2 separate regions of the Sus scrofa genome follow, and region 1 is linked to region 2. The links are chromatin contacts, called in public HiChIP or PLAC-seq maps. All regions are on one chromosome and are shown on one strand. The core of a region is the stretch at or near the end of the contact, and the rest is flanking DNA. Distances in the headings are between cores, read along the strand shown. Region 1 holds the start of RPAP1 (RNA polymerase II-associated protein 1). Region 2 holds the start of JMJD7 (jumonji domain containing 7).

Region 1 (4,332 bases), core at 410-2,909, 310 kb before region 2:
GAGAGATAAAGTCCCACCTTTCTGAATCACCCTCTACTCAATAAGGCTCACCACCCACACCCAACATCCCTGCTGCCCTAGGATGCCTCGCCCAAACCAGGATGAGACGCACAATAATCTTAGTCAAGACAGCAGTGATGTGCTGATCATGCCTGTTCAGCCTCTCTTCAGGGTCCTCGTGTTCAGGCAGGGGGCAGCCAAGGCTAGGCTTGGCTCTCTTTGGTGGAGCAGGAACCAAGGCTGGGGGCAAATCTGGGAGATCTGAGAAAGAAAAAACCCACATGTGAGGTTACTCATACCTTCTCAGGAAGAGATTGAGCACTAGTAGGAAGCCAAAGAAAGAAAGGCAGCTGTGGTGGGATCCTGGCTCAAGCTGTGTCACCTTGGGCAAGGTATTTAACCTCTTTGAGCCTCAGTTTCTTCATATGTAAAATGGGGCTGTAGCAACAGAGGTTACGTGGTTCTGAAATAATGCTGGGGAATCCATCCACATCAATAAGAGGGAGAAAACCCTTCTTTTCAACTTCATACCCACAGCCACTCACTGTCCAGCATCACCACATCCCGACGATCCTGCAGAGGAGGCTGGTCTGGGTTAGCATCGCCACCTTTCCTACTTCCTTTCTTCACCAGCTGTACTGCTGGGGTTGCACCAGCTGCAAGGAACTGACTCTGGAAGCGCAGCAAGTCCACCTCGGACTCCCCTGGCTTTGGTCTCGACAGCATCTTGGCACACCAGCTGCCTTCCTAGTGTGACTTTCCAGCACTGCTTCAGTGTAGGGGACTCACTCTCATTCACCCCTAAAAGCAATAAAGATGATGAGCCCTCTACCAGTGAGCCGAGCATCAGAGAAGGTTCTTTCTCCCTGAGTTCACATCAACTCATTTCTCCTCATTCATAACTTATCGCCATTCCCTCCTTACTTAGCCCTCTCTGATGCAGCTCAACAACAATATTTACTGCCGATTTAGGTTGTTTACAATCTGTGGATGATAAAAACTCCCATGAACAACCATAAGGGACCTAAGGAAAATGCCATCAGGAACCAGGCATATAAACGTGTCAAATCAAGGAGTGGTGATTTGGTGTCAAACTGGTGGGAACATACCTGGCCTAAGAGTATTCAAATTATTTAAAACCTTGGGCTATAAAAGATCGATATATATTAAGAAAAAAAAAACATGTGTATTGCTATATACTAGCAAAGAACAATCAGAAAACGAAACTAAGAGAACAATTCTATTTATTATAGCATTAAAAAGAATAAATTTCGCCAAAGTAGTTCAAGACTTTTTTCTGCAGGCTTCCACAACCGCCCCTAGGGCTCTACGGTCGCCGGAGCTCCTGGACCACCCGCATCAGCAAAGAGAAATCACCGAGTTTCAGCCTATGCCGCCAGAGAATGGGGGGCCATGGCTGGGATCTCCGCATCGACATGACCGCGGCCGCTCCTGGCCGGACCAAAGATAATGGGGACGGCTACGACAAAGAACTACATACCGTGTACCAGCCCCTTTCACCGAGATATCCTAAGGTCCTTCCCTCCAGCCAAGCCACTTACTTGATCTAGGACGTTCTGGGCGCTGCCATTTTGCCCCGCTGGGGCCGGGCTTCCGCCGCCTTCATTTCGAACTTCCGCTCCGCAACCCGGCCCCTCCTCTCCATGGCCTGGCCCCGCCCACTCTTGGGAAAAGGTTGCCCTTGCGGTGTTTTGGACGCTTGAACGCGAATATATTCCGCTTGCCGCGGTCTACCTCACTTCGTGAGCTCCAGGCAGACACTCGTAACATTCACTCTTCAGATGCATAGCCAGCACAAGCCTTTCTACACTCACAACACCCTTGACAGAGGCAAAGGGTTCCTCAGGCATCCTGCATTCACCAGCTTGGGTAACTGCATCCACCACTCCAGCACCCAAGCTCAGGGCCAGCACTTAGAAACCTGCATACACACGTGTGGCCTCCCCAGTGTGATTATGGGCGAGCAAGAAGCTAACCAGGAAAAAGGGAAGACAAAGCGCAAGAAACACTGCCTGAATGGTGATGAGAAGAGAGGCTAGAACAGCCTCACTGACTGCCAGGTGATTCTCTTCAGGGACATCCTGACTTTGCTCCTGCCAGTATCTCTACTTAGAAATCCTCCTTCAGAGTTCTTGTGGCTCAGCAGAAGTGAACCCAACAGGTATCCGTGAGGCTGCAGGTTCGATCCCTAGCCTCGCTCAGTGGGTTAAGGATCTGGTATGGCTGCAAGCTGCGGTGTAGGTCAGGGTTGCATTGCGGTTCAGATCTGCTGTGGCTGTGGCTGTGGCTTGGTCTGGCAGCTGTAGTTGCCTGGGAACTCCCATATCCCGCAGGTGGAGCCAGAAAAGAAAAGAAATCCTCCCTCTTTTTTCCTCCACCCCACCCCAAAGTCTTTTTCTTCCTTTAAGACCTAGTTGGAATCAACTATAAACTTTTACCAACTGGGCCTCTGCACTGAATTTTCCTGGAATCTTCCATCTCTACTACTTGTGTGCCATGTTGGGAACATACTGCTGACTATCACCTACCACTGGTTACCTCTTCACAAGCATGTGCCCTGTTCCCTGGTCTAGACTGTGGGTTCCTTGGGAGAAGTGGGCCTTCTGTTTTGCACCGATAATGCTCAGCACCCAGCATATTGCCATGCACACAGGACTTTAGTAAATTATTGCTTGGTTGAAGGCCATCTCGGGGAAGTCAATGTTAGTCCAGGAGTTCTCAAACTTTAGCAGGCCTCAGAAGCACCTGGAGGGCTTGTTGAACCAGATTCTGGGCCTCACCCGAGTTTCTGAATTGATAGGTCTTTGACAGAACCCAAGAATTTGCATTTCTAACAACTTTCCAAATAGTTTACAGAATCCTTCTTTAGGTTTCTTGGTTTCAGCTGCAGCAGTAAATTTCAGCTACTAGGATTTAGCCAACCTTGGGGTCCAAATGGTACTGGCTGGTCAGAAGTTACAGTGAATAGGGAGGAAAATTGGAGCCAAAAATGCAGGAAGAATGAAAGTATAAAATCATTATTTGCAACCACTAAAGAAATAATCTTTCCAGGCAATGATAATCAATGACTGATAAAACCATTAGGTAAAAGGTCGAGGAGGACTTTATAAGGATGGATCAGGTGGCCATTTTTTTTTTTTTCTTTTTAGGCGTGCACCTGTGGGATATGGAAGTTCCCAGGCTAGGGGTTGAATCAGAGCTGTAATTGCCCGCCACAGCAACAGGTGATCCAAGCCATGTCTGCAACCTACATTACAGCTCACGACAACACTGGATCACTGACCCACTGAGCAAGGCCAGGAATTGAGCCTGCATTCTCATGGATACTAGTCGGAATTGTTTCTGCTGTACCACAATGGGAACTCCCAGGTGGCCAATTTTTTAACTTACTGATGAATCTTTTTTCTTTTAAATTTTATTGAGGTATAGTTGATTTATAGTTTTTTTTATTCCCCAGACACACTTGCGGCATATGGAAGTTCCATATGCCTCGGGTGCCTCCACAGAGACAAGGCAGATCATTAGCCCACTGTGCCAAAGCGGGAACTCCTACAGTGTTATGTTAATTTCTGCTGTATAGCAAAGTGATTCATTTATACATATATAGATTCTTTTTCGTATTCTTTTCCATTATGGCTTATCACGGAGTATTGAATATAGTTCCCTATGCCATACTGTAGGACCCTGTTGTTTATCCATCCTATATATAATAGTTTGTATCTACTAATCCCAAACTCCCAATCCCTCCCTCCTCACGGCTCCCTCCCTCCTCATGGCCCCTTCCCCCTTGGCAGCCACAAGTCTCTTCTCTATGAGTCTGTTTCTCTTCTGTAAATAGGTTCATCTGTGCCATATTTTACATTACACATATAAGTGATACATGGTATTTTTCTCTTTCTGACTTACTTAGTGTGATAATCTCTAGGTCTATCCATGTTGCTTCAAAAGGAATTATTTCATTCTTTTTTATTTTATTTATTTATTTATTTATTTATTTATTTATTTATTTATTTATTTTTTGCCTTTTCTAGGGCTGCTCCTGTGGAATATGGAGGTTCCCAGACTAGGGGTCTAATCAGAGCTGTAGCTGCTGGCCTACGCCACAGCCACAGCAATGCAGGATCCAAGCCGAGTCTGCAACGTACACCACACAGCTCACAGCAACGCCAGATCCTCAACCCACTGAGCAAGGCCAGGGATTGAACCCGAAACCTTATGGTTCCTAGTCAGATTCGTTAACCACTGAGCCACGATGGGAACTCCATATTTCATTCTTTTTTATAGCTGAATAGTATTCCATTGCATGTATGT
Region 2 (4,335 bases), core at 1,267-3,766:
AGACACAGGCCCTGCTCGAGCAATACTCAGAGCTGCTGCTTCGAGCCGTGGAACGGCGCATGGAACGCAGACTCTGAGGTCCAGAAGCCTGTCTCAAGTGAATGCTCCCCCTATTTGATGTAGCCTCTCTTCCACTCCATCAAAACTTGTGGGGATGCTTGGAGTGGAGAGCAGGGATCAGTGCTCAGAGAGGAAGCAGCTCTCCCAGCTGCTCCTCGTGGGGCCCTTGTATTTATTAATTTATTTCCCTGACTGTTGCCTCACTTTCTTGGAACTCCTGCCTCCACAGCCCCGCCAGTGGCTCATGCAGGGGTAGGTCTTGGATCTTTGTCATCTTGGTGCTGTGAGGAGTAGGAGGGCAGCCTGCCCCCTCTGGGGGAAATCAGGAAAGGCTGGCCCTCTCTTCTTAGAAGCCATTTGAAATTACTGCAGGGATCAGCTCCCTGGGGTGGAGCACACACAGGGTATTCAGTGGGGTAGAGGTGCGAAGTCGTCTGGTATCCGTGCCCTTTAGCCAACAGCGGAGCGTCACCTCTACCTCCACTCCCCCCCACACCAGCTGCACTCCCCTGGCTGCCAGGGTGGGGGTTATCTGTTTTCCCCACCTCCTAGCAGTTCAGAAAGGCGAGTCCTCTGGCCCTCCGGGGCACCAGAGCTCCCAGCCATCAGGAGGCTTGAGTTGGTATCAAGGCCTGAGCCCCCACATTCCACTCCCATTCCCCCTACAGAGGGTCTTAGCATTGTCTCTTCCGGTGCCCCCTTTCTCCTGGCCGGAACTTGTGATGCCAGCTATGGGACATTGCTGCAGGACAGTAAAGCCCTCTGCTGGGCAAACAAGAAGCCCTGGCCTACCTTTCCTCAGCCCCTTGGCCTTCCCTGGCCTCCAGCCCTGGTCCCCAGCAGGCTGCTGGAGCCGAGGCCACCTTCTCCCCATGTCCTGAGTGATGCTTAGTCAGAAGTCTGTGTTGGAATGTCCCTTATGGTTTACAGGGCACTGGCCCACCTTCTAAAGACCTTGGCCACAGGTGAAGTAACACACACACACATTGAATGTTCACTGTTAGAGCACTTGGCTGGCTGATGTGCACCTGGTTTCCTCTCATGTCCTGCCCTAGCTTCACCATCCTGTCTCTTATCAAAGAACATGAAAAGGGATGGAACACACTGAGTTGCATCCCTTTTCATGGAAGCCTGAATTTTGGATTCTTGGTGTCCACAGCCTAGCTGATGTGAGATGGCCCATAGAGTGTCTGGCTTGGGTAGAAGGAGCCTCCCCAAAGACAGCAGTGGGTGCTAGATACTGGAGGTTGAGGAGAGGGAGGCACATGGGACTGCAGCAAGGGCCAAGAGACACACTGGAAAGGTGGTAGGTGGGACAGGTAAGTGGTAGAGGTGAGGGGATAGATTAGAATTAGAAGGGCAGATTTGGGGTGTAGGGGAAGGAGATAGGGCACAGTGGGCAAGTAGATAGAGTAGGACCAGGTGGTGAAGCAGTTGTTGAAGAGTTGGGGTGAAGAACATGTGTCTCTGGGCCCAACTGCTTCCCTCTGCTTCCGGTAAGTCAGGGTAGCTCTACTGCAGCTCCAGGCCCCAAAAGCCCATTATCCCCACGGACTGGCCTTTGGGCCTTGCTGGCTCTAGAGGTGGAGGCTTAGAATGAAATTGGATTCTGAAGCATGCACAGCTCTGTTTCTGTCAGGCTGCGTGCACCTGAACAGGTGAAAGCTGTTTCACCCTCACTATTCTCTACTACCACCACTTGCATGGCCAAGCTGCAAAGAACTGGCCTGAGAATGCTCACTAAGCTGAGGGTGGATCCCGGGCAGGGCTGCAGCTCCCTTGTCAGAGTTAGAAACCCACTCCTACTGTACCCCTAACCTGCACACCAGCCGCCCACTCCAAGTGGGGATCTGAGCTGGGTTTTTCGCCATCCAGTCTCTTTCACGAGGAAGGAACTACACTCCTGCCAAGGTTTGTGAGGAGGTGGCCGCCCTTTCCCTACCCACAGCCCGGCGCCGGGGGCGTGGGGGTGGGGTCTTGTGGCCGGCGCTCATCCCCTTCTGCATGTGTGAGGCTACCGGCAGCTGTCACTGCCCCCGTTCAGATTTGCCCTGACCCAGTTTCGAAAGCCCCTTATTTATAACTTTTATACTTTGTCCAGGCCGTGGCGCTTCCCTCCTCCCCAGGTCTCAAGGGGCAGAGGCTATTTTTAACATGTCCGTTTGTATTGATGTATGAACTCATCAATAAACACAATCATTTGCTAACTAGGATGCCTGCGAGTGAGGCAGGCGAGAGAAGGCGCAGTGTCCCGTCAGGTGGGGTGGAGTCAGTCGTCTGAGGAGGTGGGGATTGGGGGTGTGGGGGAGGCTGGAGGCGCAGACTTCATTGGCGGAGAGTGGAGGGGACGCCGCTGGGAGCCTGGCGGAATGCGTGAGCCGCAGGGAGGGGCGGGGCCTCGGAGCGGAGGCGGGGCCTTAAGGGGAGAGGGCGGAGCCTCGGGCGGCAGCGGCGTCATGGCGGAAGCGGCTTTGGACGCCGTGCGCAGGGAGTTACGAGAATTCCCGGCTGCGGCGAGAGGTGAGTTGGGTGGCTGGTCGACCGACCTCCGAGCAACCTCAAGACCCTGGAGGGACTTGCTGGGAACCGGGTCCCAGACATTCTGTCGTGGCCCTTCCCACCCTTTCCTGTTGTGAAGGCTTTAAGGTGGTCGGTTCACTCTCTTTGAACTCTACTCTTCACTCAGGAAAAGACTCCTCCAAGCTGGGAGCACTACAGACTTTTTGGGAGGATTGGAGGCGGCTGTGCTGGTGATCCCTGGCTCTTCCTCTGCTGGGTTTTTATTTTTCTCCCTCTCTACCTTATTTTCTTTTTTCTATTTTCAAGTAGTTTCTTATCACCGAATAGTAACACAGGGACCTGGTTTAAAAAACAGCGGACTCATCTTGCTGGTCTCTGCCTCCGCTCATATTGTTCTTTTGACCTAGAAGCCTTTCCCGTAAAGCCCCCAAACCTATTCAGTTCTTCAAAACCAACCTTTAATCCTAACTCTGTCCTAGAAAATTTCAGCCCTAATTGAGCTTCCCTATCACTGAATTCTATTATCTGTTTTCCCTTTTGCAACTATTATATACCTTCTGCTTTACATCACTTGTCACTTGTACATGTTAATCTAATATACCCAACTAGACTGTAAACCTGACCAGAACAAGATATACGTCTGCTAGACATCTCCAGCATCCTTCAAAGAAAACAATAAAGGAGCTAAAAATAAATATCTATTAAATAACAGCAGACTTATAAATTCCCTCCCATCCCAGGCTCCAGTGTGCCTCATCCAGAAGTACACTGTTAATATCCACACCCACGTATGACTGACTGTATGTCTCCGTTTTTATATAAATGGTTGCCTGCTAAGCACACTCTTCTGTGTATCTTGAAAATCATTTCATATCACGCTACCTCAGTCTTTTCCACACCTGTTACTAGTGTTGCAGTTTACTTAGCCCACTATTGGTAGGCATTTAGGTCATTTCCAGTTTATTTTCAATACTGTAACGAATACCTTGAGTATTTAACAAGTCCTTAGTAAGCACTAAGTGTGCCAGGCTCTGTTCATTATGTTTAGGCTTTATCACTTATATCACTGAACAAAACAAATCTCTACCCTCGTAGAGCTTACATTCCTTTTTTTTTTTTTTTTTTTTTTGCCATTTCTTGGGCCACTCCCACAGCATATGGAGGTTCCCAGGCTAGGGGTCTAATGGGAGCTGTAGCTGAGGCCTACGCCAGAGCCACAGCAATGCGGGATTTGAGCCACGTCTGCAACCTACACCACAGCTCATGGCAACGCCGGATCCTTAACCCACTGAGCAAGGCCAGGGACCAAACCCGCAACCTCATGGTTCCTCATCGGATTTGTTAACCACTGCGCCACAGGGAACTCTGAGCTTATATTCTTTTTTTTTGCTTTTTAGGGTTGCACTCGTGGCATATGGAGGTTCCCAGGCTAGGGGGTCTAATCAGAGCTATAGCTGCCGGCCTACACCACAGCCACACCAGATCTGAGCAGCGTCTGTGAACTAAGCAGCGTCTGTGACCTACACCACAGCTCATGGCAATGCCAGTTCCTTAATCCACTGATCGAGGCCAGGGATTGAACCCACAACTTTATGGTTCCTAGTTGGATTCGTTTCCGCTGTGCCACAATGGGAACTCCTCATAGAGCTTACATTCTAAGTGAGGAGACAGTCAACCATAGGCACGTTGAAATAAGTAAACAATATAGAAAAAGTGGGTTGCAAGATAAGTGCCATGGGATTAAAAAAAAAGCAA

The links. HiChIP or PLAC-seq counts read pairs in DNA pulled down with a chosen protein or histone mark.
Region 1: an H3K27ac HiChIP or PLAC-seq map of alveolar macrophages shows a contact between it and region 2. The contact joins the promoter of RPAP1 here to the promoter of JMJD7 in region 2. A contact is called at or near these places in 1 of 5 promoter capture datasets (liver), 4 of 47 Hi-C or Micro-C datasets (blood, embryonic fibroblasts, retroperitoneal adipose tissue and 1 more) and 2 of 2 datasets of contacts at active chromatin or transcription factors (alveolar macrophages and skeletal muscle).

The regions. Positions count from the first base shown.
Region 1 is chr1:129,835,883-129,840,214 of Sscrofa11.1, reverse strand. It overlaps RPAP1 (RNA polymerase II-associated protein 1), which reads right to left and starts at 1,659. Exons shown (of 25, transcript XM_003121581.4): 1 at 1,563-1,659; 2 at 546-801; 3 at 113-261. The coding sequence starts at 726.
Region 2 is chr1:129,531,467-129,535,801 of Sscrofa11.1, reverse strand. JMJD7 (jumonji domain containing 7) reads left to right here and starts at 2,516. Exons shown (of 8, transcript NM_001204244.1): 1 at 2,516-2,580. The coding sequence starts at 2,517. MAPKBP1 (mitogen-activated protein kinase-binding protein 1) reads left to right here. Exons shown (of 32, transcript XM_021097365.1): 32 at 1-2,267. The coding sequence ends at 77.